Regions from separate parts of the Mus musculus genome. Here all the other regions are linked to region 1. Evidence: chromatin contacts called from public Hi-C data. All regions are on one chromosome and are shown on one strand. The core of a region is the stretch at or near the end of the contact, and the rest is flanking DNA. Distances in the headings are between cores, read along the strand shown.

What was found. A called contact is a pair of places that touch in the nucleus more often than the background predicts.
Region 2: a Hi-C map of uterus shows a contact between it and region 1, with 2.9 times the contacts expected there. The contact joins two enhancer-like sites. A contact is called at or near these places in 6 of 484 Hi-C or Micro-C datasets (LSK cells, cardiomyocytes, cochlea and 3 more).
Region 3: a Hi-C map of uterus shows a contact between it and region 1, with 3 times the contacts expected there. The contact joins two enhancer-like sites. A contact is called at or near these places in 7 of 484 Hi-C or Micro-C datasets (adipose-derived mesenchymal stem cells, embryonic stem cells, liver and 2 more).

Annotation. Positions count from the first base shown.
Region 1 is chr7:134,403,433-134,408,400 of GRCm38.p6, forward strand. It overlaps a transcript of D7Ertd443e not described here. Among named protein-coding and RNA genes, the nearest start is that of Gm35970, 4.5 kb to the right of the region's middle. Within about 2 kb of position 2,144, at least 9 of the 459 cell types and tissues checked have an H3K27ac peak or open chromatin away from gene starts, as enhancers often do. A contact at or near this core is called in uterus, where this site is marked.
Region 2 is chr7:134,567,925-134,572,892 of GRCm38.p6, forward strand. No RefSeq gene overlaps it. Among named protein-coding and RNA genes, the nearest start is that of Dock1, 100 kb to the right of the region's middle. Within about 2 kb of position 2,572, at least 6 of the 459 cell types and tissues checked have an H3K27ac peak or open chromatin away from gene starts, as enhancers often do. A contact at or near this core is called in uterus, where this site is marked.
Region 3 is chr7:134,548,513-134,553,480 of GRCm38.p6, forward strand. No RefSeq gene overlaps it. Among named protein-coding and RNA genes, the nearest start is that of Dock1, 120 kb to the right of the region's middle. Within about 2 kb of position 2,114, at least 59 of the 459 cell types and tissues checked have an H3K27ac peak or open chromatin away from gene starts, as enhancers often do. A contact at or near this core is called in uterus, where this site is marked.

The DNA of each region.
Region 1 (4,968 bases), core at 894-3,393:
CACCTTGGAGAACTGCACAGCATTTGGCCTTTTAGAGCCCTGGTTCTGCCTGGGGATATGGCTCAGTGGTAGAGCGGCATTTGCCTAGAATATGCAAGGTCCTGAGTTCCATCCCTAGCTCTGGAAAAAAAAAAAAAACTGTTTTAATTAAAATCTGAGTCCTTTTCTTATTTTCCCCAGTGCCTGCCAGCTGGGAAGGCTGTGCTGTGTGGCGATGCAGGTTTTCAATGTATACTATTTGCTACTCGCAGTCAGTACGATATCTCGGTAGAGTCACCCCGTGGTTTCCCTGATCGTCTTCAGTTTGTTCTGAGAGCAAAGCCACAGAGCAAAGAGAATATTTTCCTTTTTGTTATATGGTCCCCACTGTCCAGAGAATGTTACTTTTAAAATAAAATGAGAGAGCCTCCCCTGATTTTTACAAAGGGAAGATTCCACCAAAGTCGAAGACACTAGTGATTTCAGCTTTGACTTCCAACGGGGGGAAACCGAAATGAATTTTCCACTTTACCTCATTGGCAAATGATTTTTCACTGTGCTGAATGTTCAAAGTGCAGTGACAAATAGCAAATGATAAGCTGCCACCACGCGGAGCACATGGCTGGAGAGGCACAGATGGGAGGCCCTCCTCTGCAGCAAACCTTGCTCTCTGATCCCACCTGACTCCCAGTGGCCATCAACGCCCCTGGAGGGCACAGATCCCTAGCCAAGGGGACCTAATTCAATATTATCACTAGAAAACATAGTTTTGCATTGAGTAGGAAGCCCTTCTGGACTGAGGGAGGGACCAAAGTCACCTCCCAGTTAGGTCAGTAGTAAATATTGCCTCAAAAGGTCAGAGAATAAACACCACTGGCATTATGGGTCTTATTCTCTGTAGCAAGGATTCAACTTTCCCATAGTGGCAAGACAAGACAATATGTAAATAGGTGGGTGTGGCTTATGAGTACTATGTAAATAGGCAGGCTTGATAGGTGAAGTATGTATGAAATGGCTTTAGGGCAGTTTGCAAATTGTGACTATAACTGGTGGGTGCTATGCAAGTAGGTGGGTGGTATGCAAATAAGTGGGTGTGGCTCATCAGCAACATATAAATACTTGGGGTGGATATGAATCTGGGAGACACATAACTGAGTGGCCCATGGCTAAATTCTTCTCAAATTTTTGTTGTTGTTGTTGTTGTTTTGTTTTGAGACTGGGTTTCTCTGTATAGCCCTGGCTGTCCTGGAACTCACTTTGTAGACCAGGCTGACCTCGAACTCAGAAATCTGCCTGCCTCTGCCTCCCAGGTGCTGGGATTAAAGGCGTGCGCCAATACTGCCCAGCGATTCTTCTCAATTTTATTACTCTACATGAGATGTAAACCTGACATAATTTTCATATGCCATATAAGATTTGGTTTCTCTTTCTTCTCCAAAACATTTAAATATAAAGAAGAGGTCTCACATACCACGAAAGTTTGGGTTCCTAGAACCATATATAAGGTTCTCAGACATTCCCTCAAGCCACCTGGGATAAACAGAAATACCACAGGAAATACCAGACAAAAGCAACATGCAATCCCACTTCCTGTCATGGACTTTTACCCTGGCCTTGGGCAAAGATGTGTTCCCTGTGGACTAGAAATCACTTCTCAGCCTTTCCAATAAAGTCAAGAGCAAAGTGAAAAAAAGAAGAAGAGGAAGAAGAAGGAGGAGGAGGGGGAGGGGGAGGGGGGAGAGGGGGAGAGGGAGAGGGAGAGGGAGAGGGAAAGAGATGATAATAGAAGGAGGAGGGGGGAGGAGGAGGGGGAGGAGGAGGGGGAGGAGGAGGAGGGGGAGGAGGGGGAGGAGGAGGAGGGGGGAGGGGGAGGGGGGAGGGGGAGGACCATCTACATGTGCACTGTAATATACCAGAACAGCTGGAAAAATAATCTGGAGATGGTTTTGGAGAACAAACCTGTGAAAGATGTACTAGGACTGTTCCAGCTCCCAGATGAGGGCCCTCACCTTCTAATTAATCTTAATGGCAGTGTTGCCTGTCTCTGCTTGTAGTGTCATGATGAAAATTCACCTCACGTTTCATTGGGGCCTGCACAAGGCTCACATACCTTAGGACACGGTAACTCCATGGTGATGAAATTGCCTCCCGGCGAGCTGGCCAGGGGTTCTGCAGCTTAGAGGCTGGTGTGGGAGTGAAATTGCACTCAATTACATTTTATCACTGCTGTACAAGTTTCGGGCGAATTCATTAAAATTCACTCCCAGAATCGGACTGTGCAACTGTGGAATCTTGGTAGCCTGGATGATGATGAGGAAGGGAGTTTTTGCTGTCTGTACCAGGGGGGTCGGGCAAGGTATGTCAGCAGCCCAGTGAGGCTTACATATGACCAAGGATGTCACTTCTTGGAAGCACAGCTGCTGTTTAAAAAGGGGGTTCTCAGAGAAACAGCACTCATGGGTCCTTACAGAGCCAAAGGCAGGAAGGGAGGCCAGGGGAGCTGAGCAGGAGGCGCAGATGTGTGGGTGCTGAAGCCAGGCAGCTCTGCCCTCCTCCCCACAACCCCAGGTGGCCTGCTAAGCACCCATCAACACTTGCCTGCCGATAGAACTGCTCCGGGCAGAGAGCAGAGGTGCAAATTAGAAAGTTGAGGAAGAACTCCCATTACTGGGAGCTAAACTGGGGAGGTGATAGCTATAACCAGTAAGTTCTACTGATCAACAAACAGGAAGTGCTATGGCCTGACACAGCCTCTACTCTAAAGCCTCATGCCGTGCAGCTGAAGAGCTGGCCAGGCCACCCTTTAGGAGAGGTGCTGACTACTTCTGTCTCCTCTGCCCCAGCAGGCCAGGCTGCCCAGAGGAAGCTATAGGCTCAGCAGCTGCTGTTGAGCATTGGTCCATGGGGTTTTGTTGGCACAATCTAGAAGAACCCTGATGAGATAGCCAAACATCCCTCTTCTCTGTTCCAGCTCACACCAGCATCTGGCAGCTTCCTAGATCCACTGGGATTTGTCTGGCCAGCCCCATCCTCACTGGTAGCCAGCACAGGAGTAAAGTCTACAAGCTGGACCCCTGCCCAAGGGTCAGCATCCCACACATAACTAATACCATGTATGTCTTAGTTAGGGTTTCCTTTGCTGTGAAGAGACACCATGACCAAGGCAACTCTTATAAAAAACATTTCATTGGGGCTGGCTTACAGGTTCAGAAGTTCAGTCCATTATCATCAAGGCAGGAAGCAAGGCAGCATCCAGGCAGACGTGGAGCTAGAGGAACTGAGAGTTCTACATCTTCACCCAAAAGAAGCTAGGAGAAGACTGTCTTTGAGGTAGCTAGGAGGAGGGTCTCAAAGCCCACCTCCACAGAGACACAATTCCTCCAACAAGGCCAAACCTTCTAATAGTGCCGATCTCTGGGCCAAGCATACTCCTCCATGAAGACTCCAGGGTCTGTGAGGAATGGGGCCCCCTAGCTATCAAGGCAATGAGAAAAAGCTGCTGTGTGCATAAGGCCTGGGATAGGACAGACTCAGATACACCGGAGGGAAGTGTTCTACTTCTGCTCAGGGCTACTGTGCTCAGCAGAGATCGCCTTGCCTTCAACGGCTCAAAGCCATGTGTAAAAAGCATTCACTGTCCTTTTCCTTGGGACAGAACCTTTGGATTTCGGAAGCTACAGTCAGTTTCCATGGATGTTGTCTACAGTGTTAGGATACCTGTTGGCATTCCTTCTAGGCTCTGCCCAACAATTACCTGGCAATAGCCAGGTAAGCCTGGCTTGCTATAAAAGGGACTGTTTGGGCCCTTCTCACTCTCTCTGTTCTCTCTCTTTCTTCCTCTCTCTCTTCCTCTCTCTCTCTCTCTCTCTTCCTCTCTTCCCCCCTTTTCTCTCTCTCCCCCTCTCTCTTTCTCTTCCTCCCCCTCTCTCTCTCTCTCTCTCTCTCTCTCTCTCAGACTTTCTGACCCCTTAGCTCTCTGTAACCCCTTTCTCTCTCCCTGCCTTTCCCTTCCCTTCTTTCTCTCTATGTGTTTCTGGCCCCTCCCCCCTCTCTCCTTCTCTGTCTCCTCTCTTTCTGTCTCTACTCTTTTCTCAACTCCCCTTCCCGTGCCCTCAAATAAACTTTATTCTATACTATACCGGTAGTATTGTTGGTACCTCAGGGAGAAGGGATACCTCAATGTGGGTCCGCTGAGGCACTCCTCCCACCTCACCATACCAGGCTCTATAAAACACATCCTTCTCAAACAAAACAAAACCAAACCATATTCTTCTCTTTATAACACACATCAATACTGCTATGGCAACCACTGGGTGCCCATAGCCTACTGGGGTGGGGGACACCACACAGTGAAGCCTGCAGAGTCCAGAAGCCCAGCTTTCAGGAGCACCCCTCTTGTTGTGATTGACTGATGCCCATCAGTCCTCTTGTCACTGCAAGGCTATATTTACTCTGTCTACAGGAGCTGAGATGCCTAGGCATTAGCGGGACCACTCTACCAGACCCTTTTGTAGTGGTACCCTATGGCCAGCTCACACAGCCTTTAAAAACAAGTATATATAGCTTCCCACCTCTGAGTTCAAGGGCATTGAGTTGGTATCTGGACTCTGGCCACAGTGGAGAGTTTGTGACATAGGAAACATCAACACTACAAGCCATTGCCAGGCTGCTTGCTGCAAAGGCACAGTGAGTGACACGGGACCTGGCTCTGTGAGGGGAGTCCTGCTGTGGCTTTACTAGGTCTCACCTGCGAATATAAATAGCCATGTATGAGGCCAGATGTACATTGTAGTAGAAAAAGTCTGACCACCTGAAACTGTATTTCTAGCGGTAAGAGGTATTGGGGCTCAGGACACACCCCATCAAAAGACAGCTGTAGGGGATCAGAATATACCACCCCAAAATAGACCAGAGTAAACCCCAAACTAGTTATTCAGAGAAAGCACAAGCTCAGGCATGGCTCTGAAAAACTGGTGTCTGTCTTTCCTT
Region 2 (4,968 bases), core at 1,322-3,821, 160 kb after region 1:
ATGAGCCATCGTATGCGCCCCTTATTTTTTTCTTTTCCAAACTTTCTGTCGTGGCTATTGTACTATTGCTATGAAGAGATACCATTGACAGAAGCAGCTGTTATAAAAGGAATTATTTAACTGGAGGCTTTCTTACAGTTTCAGAGGATTAGTCCACTATCATCATAGTAGGAAGCAGATAGGCGTGGTACCAGAGCAGTAGCTGAGAGCTTTATATCCTGATATGTAGGCAGCAGGCAAAGAGAGAGACACTAGACCTGGTGTGAGGTTTTGAAACCTTAAATGCACCCCCAAGGGACACACTTCCTCCAGCTAGGCCACACCTTCTAGTCCTTCTCAAACAGTTCCACCAACTGAACACCAAATTGTTCAAATCTATGAGCCTATGGGGGCCATTCGCACTCCCCTCCAACTCAGTGATCTCAATCTAAATTAACAGACTTCTAAACATGTTTTTGACAAATATCTTGTGGGTTTCCAGTCAGAGAATTCCTATTTTCACCAATCTTACTTGCTCAAAATGATCCAAAGTACTTCCTGTGGTCCAGGGAACCAAGCTTGTGACTATCAATTTTAAGATGTCAACGATCAAGGCTTATATGAGTCATCAATTCAAAGTCTGAGATCCTACATGTCACATGTACTGTAGTGTCGCATAAAATGTACCGGCACTTTGTATATTGGGTGGGGGTGGTAGTTACATAGACCTACACAGATACATACACCACAGACAAGCTCTGGACATCATGCCAATGTCAGCACCCTGTAGTGACATTGTACTAAAGTTAGATGAGGTGTTACCCTTGGGGTGTGTGAGTGAATAGTATATGGGACTTATTAATACAGGTTTTATAATTAATGATGAACGTGAATTTTACCAAAATAAAAAACTGAGATAATAACATACCAACAAGTTTGCCCAAAATTGACTGCTTATAGATATAATAATTATACTTTGAGATGATAACATTATTAAGAGCAAGCTATGAACACAAATTAGAATGGTTTATATTACATTTTACATTAAAGTTCAGCACTTTCTCCAGCATCCTCTATATTTGGGTTTTAGTATTTTTTGCATTTTAATCTTGAAGTGAAGATGAGCCTCATAGTAGATGGTAGGCCCTGGTTTAATTAGCTGCATTTCTTTTTTCTTACCGGCGATGGGAAAAGAGTTATGAACAAACTATCTAGGCTTTCCTGAACCCTCTTTAACTTTACTTGAATCTTAGCCATAACAACTGACAGTGTGTAGCTCAGGCTCACATCCCTAAGGTGACCCTACCTCCCTTACTTCGCCTGTCTGAGCAGATCACTAAGGCTGAATCTACTACTTGCTCTGAAGCATACCTGAGAGAGCACCCTACTTAGATGACTGGCAGTTGGCCTAACAGCTTCAGGTAGGATTGCTCTTAGCTCCCTTCTGGAAATTTAGTGTGAATCTAGGACTTCAGCCAAACAACAGCTCAAACAATGTGCTCTGCAGAAGAACACTTTAACGTTGGCTGCTAGGGTGACCATTTGTGCTTTAAACACTGGGATCTGAGCCAGCCCACGTCACAAAGGGAAAGAAGCATGCATAAGGCCCTAGAAGTAACAGCCAATGTGAAGAAGGAACTATAAATGAAAGGAATTATTCTGAGTGCAGTGTTGATGGTTCAGAGTTTGAGAGCGCTTGCTGCACAAGCATGAGGACCTGAGTTCAAATCCCAGCTCCCATATAACAAGCTCAGTATGGTCTGTGCACAGCTATAATCTTAACTCTGGGAGCAGAGACAAGGGTGTTGTTAGAACTTGCTGGATTTTGGCCTAACAAATAAAACAAAACAAAACAAAACAGAAAACTATGAGCTCCAGTTTCAGGGAGAGACCCTGCCTCAAAAGAATATGTTCACAATTATATACACGTAGATCCACACTTAGCGCACACACACACACACGTACACACACACACACATAATGGTTTTTTTAAAGAATATAAAAGTAAAGAAATCATTATCACTCTCAGACATTAAGATTGAGGGCATGCTGTTACTGAAGCACAGGGTGGCATATCCTTCCTAATGAAGGGATGGCCAAGAAGAAACATGTTATGTTAGATAGCCATTTTTATTACTCATGACAGCCATGTTCTGTAGGAACACTGAACCTGTTTTTATTACTCACGATAACCACTGAACACTGACTCTAGACTAAATCACTGTCCCGGAGGGAAATAGAAAGTCGGGTTCCTGCAAGCTCAAGGTCATAGCATTTCAACTGAGCAGCACATGAGCTTGCTTTCTGTGGTTATTTAAAGACACCTTGCCTGATACTTGCTTTCACTTGTTAACACGCGGCTTAGTCGGCAGCAGTGCAAGTCAGGCAGAGTGGGGTTCCTGCATGCCTTCAATGATCCATTTTCATCAACTGATCAGCACATAAGCTTGCCTTACATGTGTTTCTGCTCAAAGACTTCTTAGTGCATTTTTCATTTGTAATGTGAAACACGGCCAACAGTAACAAGCCAGGCCAGATCAGAGCTTTGTCTCATCAACATGGTTTCTCTGGTGAAGCAGTTCATAGTTTTCTTCTGGGTCATTCTGAACAGCAAAACTACTAACTAGGAAAAAAAATCTTCAAAAGATAAGGCACAAATTAAGCTGCATGAAGGGCCCTCATTCACAACAGGAAAGATGAGCACCAGCTGTCAGCTTTGGCTGGATCCAAGCACAATGGCTGACCTCACTGAGAAACATCTCCGCAGATGACAAGGTTAGCTCAGAAGTGTTGATGTGGGCTTATAAACAGATCTTAGAGAGAAGGTGAGTCTATATACACTGAACTTATGGAAAGAAGTTTTTACTATTGCTTCAGAAGGTTAGAAAGTAAGACATCTGGAGCCTCTGGATAATGAGCATCCCACAGGATCTGGACTGGGAACACAGCTCAGTGAGTAGAGAGCTTGCTGGGGATACTCAAAGCTTTGGCTCAATATCAAGTTCTCCTCCCCCTAAATTTCTAATCTGAAGGTCCAAACACTAAACAACAGTCATGGCCCCACCAAAGACTTATCTGCAATGTTCCGGACACTGTTGTTTGTATTGAAGGTGAAAAACAGCAGTATTTTGTTGTAGAAAATTTTAATCCCAATCCAGGGTTTCTACCCCACCTTTGGCCATTTAGTTCCCAGGTAAAAGACACTCACGACCTTAAACCTTAATCAGCACTAGAGCTGGGCAGACGTCTATCCTCTATGCTATTAAAATCTATTTCATATCAACAATCCTGAGTTATTTTTTGCTATGTTTCATCCGGGCTTCTCTTAACTCTAGTTGGCCAGCCCTCAGGGTTGTTTTCTTGACTCCTAACTCATGGTGACTTCCTCTTCCTCTTCACCTTCTTCTCCCCCCTCATGGTTTCCCTCTGGCTCCCAAGCAAGTCAGTGGCCACGTGTCCACCTGACCAGATCATCCTGCTCTCTGCTGCTGCATGCAGAGAAAGAAGGGGAAATTGCTCTTGGTGATTCCTTTCAAATTAATATGATGTGCTTTAATATCCCTTATGACAACATTAGGAACCACACATAAAATACATATGCTGTGTACTGCAATCCCATAGCTGTCTGGAATAAAAGATCCTAAGTAATTATTTGACTTGTGCCCTAAACTAGTCACATTCCCAAGGAACACTCTTGGTGTATCTAAAAAGCACACTAGATTCTTAGACTTGCCCTTTCTCAGGAGAGGACCAGGTGAGCCTGCCAGTTGGAGGAGAACAACTGAGATTATCTGTTGTCAAAGATAAAGTGGAGGCTTTGAGACGAAAAGTGGATTGTGGGAATTATGTATATGTTGCCACAGGCTGGACAGCCTTCCTTCCACTCAGCGTGAAATACCCTCTGATGTCATCAGTGCTGAAGATAAATACTCAATAATTTTTAATGAAGCATGTCAACACTTGTGTCAGCCATCTTGATAGGAAATGATTGTTCTCCCTTTGGCTAGTGCAAGGTGTTACAGAAATTTTCCATGGGTAAAAAGATTCCAAGATAGAAAAATGTATTTGAATAGAAGGGAGAACAAAGGCATCTTTGGCATTTCATATCACACACTGTTACTAACTTTGGGGACACTGGTACCTTCTTTCTTAGCAAAGTATCAAAGACCAGTGACAAATATTGGGGTGGTAAACCTTCCCCCAGATACTGAGGCCAAACTTGCCCCATTTGCTTCAGCCAAATATTACAGCCTGCTGCAGGAAGCGGCAGATATGAGAACCAAGCTTTTCTGCTAAACCAGACACTATGCGGATTTTTCAGACTGGCTCAGCAATGCTGGTCTTCTCGCTACCTTCTCTTGGAAAATGGAGCTTATTTTGACTAACGTGTTACGTTAAGATGCTATGCACTGGCCTGTTAGTGTTATTCTAAATGAGTCAATGCTCTCAGCATCTCAGTTCTCACGTGGTGTATCATGGCAAGTGTAACTCGATGCACCAAAGGTCTTGAGGATCCCAGTAACCTAAGTGTTTATGGAACTGTCGCTCATGTTATCGCCTAGCTAAATAACAGGATCATCACGCCATCTATGAATGCTGTTCTCGTATAGGTTACAGAAGACTGTAGACCAGAGAAAGGAGAGCAGGAAGAGGTGGAAGGAGAATTGGAGAGTGAGCTCACACTCTTTCTTTCCTAACAGGCAGATGACGGGCAGTTCCTGTCCTCCCTTCTTATAAGAATGAGTTTCCCAAGAAAGGTGTTTTTAAACAGAAATCAAGCTGGCTTTAGAGCTACCAAGCACTTTGCTCAGCCTCCATTTGACAATACTTCCTAGGCTGCTAAGCATGGGAATTTGCAAGGATCTGTTATTCCTGAACCGTCAGAATGGCCCCGCATGGCTGTGTCTTCAGCTGCTGTTATTATTCCATTTTAATTAGAAATCTTTATGGCTTTGCCTTCATCATTATCACTGTACTTTCTCGTGAGCT
Region 3 (4,968 bases), core at 864-3,363, 150 kb after region 1:
TCTATGGATTCCAATAGATTCATTTAAAGTAGAAAGATTATGAAAGGAAGCATAAAAATAAGAAATGCAAACTTATCAGCAAGGATATCTAAACCAGACATCTGCAGCACAGGAGATCAGAGCAAATGAGGTTGATGGTGCTACAAATTCCCTCCTGACACATAAGAACTCCAGTAGAAGCTTTACAAATGATCTGGGCATGGTGGAGCCGGTCTGAATCCAGAGCTCAGGGGACCAAGTCTGGAGAATCATGACTTTGAGGCCAGTGTGGGCTATATAGCATGATAATATATATATATGAAATCTGAGATTATAATTCAGTTAGTAGAATATTGACTTAGGATGAACAACTCTGTGCGCCATCTCCAGTGTCACATAGACAGGCGAGTAGACCAGGTGTCCCAGCCCTCCAGACGTAAAAGCAGGAAAATTGGAAGTTCAAGATCATTCTTGCCTACAAAGTGAGTTTGAGGCCACCCTGTGATACATTGAACACTGTCAGGAGGAGGAGGAGGAGGAGGAGGAGGAGAAATAGAAGTAGTAGTAGTAGTTGTTGCTGTTGTTTTAGCTGTTCCATAAACCTTAAAAACAGATTCCAAACCTGTGAGTACCAGACCTAAAAACCTCTTCAGAAGATTGTGGCTTATCCTGCAAGGCCAGTACCAAACACATGCAGGGCTGTTAGGTGCTGGGCACTTCCAGACCAACCACTGACATGACCATTTGGCAAGTGATCTTTGTTTTCATCATTGCCAAGACAGTTCTGCAGTCTGACGGAGTCCAACTATTTTTCCAGGGAACTGTGCAAAAGTAGCCTGTGTTCTAGACAGGCTGAGAAGCTGAGAGAATGTGGTACGCTGAGTTCATAAAGCTTTCAGATGTCCTGTACCCCATGAGGCAGCTCACATCTGGGACACATCTGTACTCATTTCTTAAGCAGAGTCAAAGACCATTCCCCAGTGGTTAGTGCAGCTAGAGCCTTCCCAGGAGCTCAAGAAAGGGAGAGGGGAAACTAGGTTCTTGGCACCATATCAAACTCTCCATGATGTCTTTTATACACTTTGACAAGCCTTCTGGACAATTAACAATGACATCACCTGGCCACTTTTAATCCACAAGCTTGGGGCATGGAGTGTGTGTGTGTGTGTGTGTGTGTGTGTGTGTGTGTGTGTGTGTGTGCACACGCGCGTGCAGAAATATGTCCTGCACATGTGGTAGGTGATGAAGCCAGTGTGGAATGTTTCTCCCTGACAGTGCTCGAGTAGAAATTCAGGATGCCTTCAGTGCTGTCTGGGGTCCTGCTTCGAGTGATTTCATCTGTTTCTTAAAATGCTCTGGAGATGCCCAAACCCAGGTATGGACTTCATTCAAGGTCACTTTTATAACATAAAGGGGAAAGCGGAGAAAACACAGCTGCTCTGAGCCTTTTGTATCTGATGCTGCAGCTTTCAATCCAGCCAAGAAACAAGAATGCTCACCATACAGCTATGCTAACCAATAAACTCATTTCTCTTCCAAGAAGCTGTTGCCACTCTATCTTCTTGCTGAGCTGCTGACCAGAACCTATCTTTGCACATAGAAATATGTGTTTGTGTGTTATTACATAAATACTATAAATACTGTATCTATTAGGTTGTAGCTTGACATGTTTGCCTTCCTTGTACTTCCTGGAAGAACTCCCCATACCAGTGTATATGAAGCAGATACTAAGAACTACAATTGAGTAGTCAAAGTCACACATATTTTACTCTTAAAAGGCCATGTCAAGTTGATCTCCTGAAATCCACAGGGGCTGACAGGACAGGCTGAAAAATTAGCTCAGAAGCATGGGTAAGCTGATTAACCTTTGTATGCCTCAGTTTCCTGACTTGTAATTGGACAACTGGTCAACCAACCCCTGCCTATGTCCCAGCAGCTGGGATGAGAACAAGATCAGACCTAGTGCGTGGCCACACTGGCGAAGCACAGAACCGAGTGCCAGTGTTAAGGATTAGTCACCATAGGGGGGTTTGGAAAAGGCAGCTGGTTCCAGCGCAGCTGCACTGGGCAGACCCAGGCTGTGGCCCGCCTGCTCCTGTTGCTGTTTAGAAGCCACACTGCTGCTTCCTCTTCGGCATTGTTTAACAGCTCCAGCCCTCCTCGGCTGCAGAATGAGCTGGCCCAGGCTTAGCCAGGCATACAAATGACTGTGTTTCCTTAATGGATTCTGAGCATGTGCACTGGCATTAATTTAAAGCCATTCATTGCACTTCTTATCAGGGTAAAGGACATTGGTGCATTTTACTGTTATCTTGAAGTTAATTTGAGGCTTTAAATATTTAAGTGTTTGATAACTTGTCGTCTGGGAGGGTGAAATACCATGAGAGGCTCAGACTGTATGTATTTATCTCTGGGTTAGATACGAGATTCCTCCCACTTCTCCCAAATAACACTGACTTGCAAAGAAGTCCTTTTAAAATTCATTTTCAGGCTATTGATTCTTTCAGAATGAAGATGCTCTATCAAGAGGCAAAGAAATTACTTCTGAATAGCTTCCTGTTCTATGGACTGTGTGGGTTGGAGCAGTGATGTATGCAAGTGTGCAAAGATACAGGTGGCGAGATGAGCTACGAGCATTCTAGAAGCAGCTCTCTAGTGGCCGTGTCCCATCCTTTTTGAGAGCCTTCATCCGGACTCAGTCTGCCATGCCAGATAAGCATGGCAGGGAGTTGGCCCTCCTGTTAGAAGACACATGCTTTGTGGTGTTTTGAAAGCGAGTTACAGCTTTCATGAAGCACCTCTTTTTCCCTAGTCAAATGTCCTTAGTACAACTCAACTTTCCTTCCTTCCTGAATGAATGAATGAGTGAATGAATAAATGAATGACTCAGAAGAGTTGTCAGTGACAGCTGCATTGTTTGGAACAGGATACATGTTCAGATGGATGCAGATTGATGGACTAAGTTTCAAGGTGAACTGTGTGCAAAGGAGAGTGTGCATAGCCCAAGCCAAGCAGAGTCACCAGTTGCTAAGGAATCCCTATGCATGCCAGCCTCAGGAGAGGAACTGTCCACCCATGCTTCATGCCAGCTCTCCCCCTCTCACCCAGTACTTGACCTGGGGCCGGCATCTCCTTCACTTAAAACAACATAGGAATTTTTGAAAGCATCTCCTTCAGACCTCAGTTTATAGTTAATTACAGAATACATGAGAGCATTAAACCCAGTTCCAGGCGGAGAGGTGAAAGCTGCACTATTGAAAAGAATCCATGATGTCCGTCTTGTGTAGAAGACCTCATGGGGACTAAAATAAAGAATAAAGCCAAACCTACAGCTTGGGCCCAAGGATGTTCAGAATGGGACTAGAGCCATGGAGTGCTCAAAGAAGTTCCAAACTATACAAAGAGGATGTGGCATTAGAAGACCTTGCACCTACGCATGTGCAGTAGAGAAATAAGGATGGAGACCAGAGAACACACAGCTGAGGGGCTACTTCAGAACTGAAATAACCCCAGGCAAAGGACCGTGGGGTGTGGGCTGGGGTCTGTGGTAGGGAATCCATGATTCTAAAACATGACTGGACCGGGTCGAAAACACGTCCCATGCACAACCCACAGAATGACAGATGGTGACTCTGTGAATGACAGCTAAGACATTCGACATTGTGTAGCTGAAAGTGAGCCAGCTGGATGCCTTTAAAGTGAAGCAGGGCAATGATGTAATCCCAGCTGTGCGCCAGGAAGAATAACATGGTGACAGCATGGAGCATGGCTGAGAAGAGTCTAGAAATGTAAGACCAGGTAGACTCTCATGAGCTGAGTCAATGATGGCGGGAAGTTTCTGTCTCTAGCAGCCTTTAAATGTGCTGTGTTTTCCACTCTGGAAGGAGGAGAGATGGAATGGAGCCAGGAGAGAGCAAGGTCCATTGGGCTCAAAGGAAATTAACTGAAAGAGGAACTCAGAAAAAAAAGCCCATGAAAAATGTGAAAATACGCCTTTCTCCTGGGAAACCTAACATCAGGGTCTGGTTTCTGCAAAACACCATCATCTGTCACAATACCGTTGTGATTCGAACTTTATTGCTATTGTAATTCTGTTTATATTTAGTTAATCACTCAATTTGGCTTCAGAGTTCTGTGGAGTGCTAGCAGAATAAGAATCTGCACCTTGTCTGTACATATATGTAATGTGCAGCACAGCCTAATGACACCCACCTCTAAAGCTCTGATGGAGGCATCTGCCAAGAATTCTTATTCTCCTGCTCCACCCACCTGTCTGATGGACACCTAGGACAAGGCACTCCCAAACCTGAATGGGTGTCCTCCCTTGAATCTGTTCCTCCTGTATAGTCCTGCGGCACCATCATTTCTGTTGCTGAGCCAAAAACTATGAAATCACCTATCTCTCCTCTTTCTTTCTCACCCTACGTCCCGTCAGTCAGATGAGTCTCTTAGGTCTCCTGACTCATCTTCATGCACAACCCACACACAATTCAGCTTCTCAATCTCTCACACTTAGGGTCAAGCTACACAGACCTCTCTCCTGGGTTATTATAGCAGCCTTCCCCTGCCCTCTTTCCTTCCCTTTGGATATGGTTTGAGTTTGACCCCTCAAGGGCTCAGCGCTATGAGCCTGATCCTCATCTGATCGTGTTGAGAGGTGGTGTACTTTTAAGAGGTGGCATTTAGGTCATTAGGAATGTCCCCCTCAGGAGAGATTCCATGCAGTTCTCATGGACCTCACTGATCTGATCACACACATTGTCTCAGTTTGGCTTCCTGTCTGCCACATGATCACACACCCCTGCTATAAGCCATCCAACGTGGAGCTGATGCAACCTTTGGCATCTTGTTACAGTAAGGAAAAAATGGACTGATCTGCTACAGTCTCTTCTTAACACTTGAAAACATGAGTAAGATCAAGTTCCTTTCTACCTCAAACATTTTAACCTCACACAGGAAAACCCAGATTCCTACAATGGCTTGTAGGAC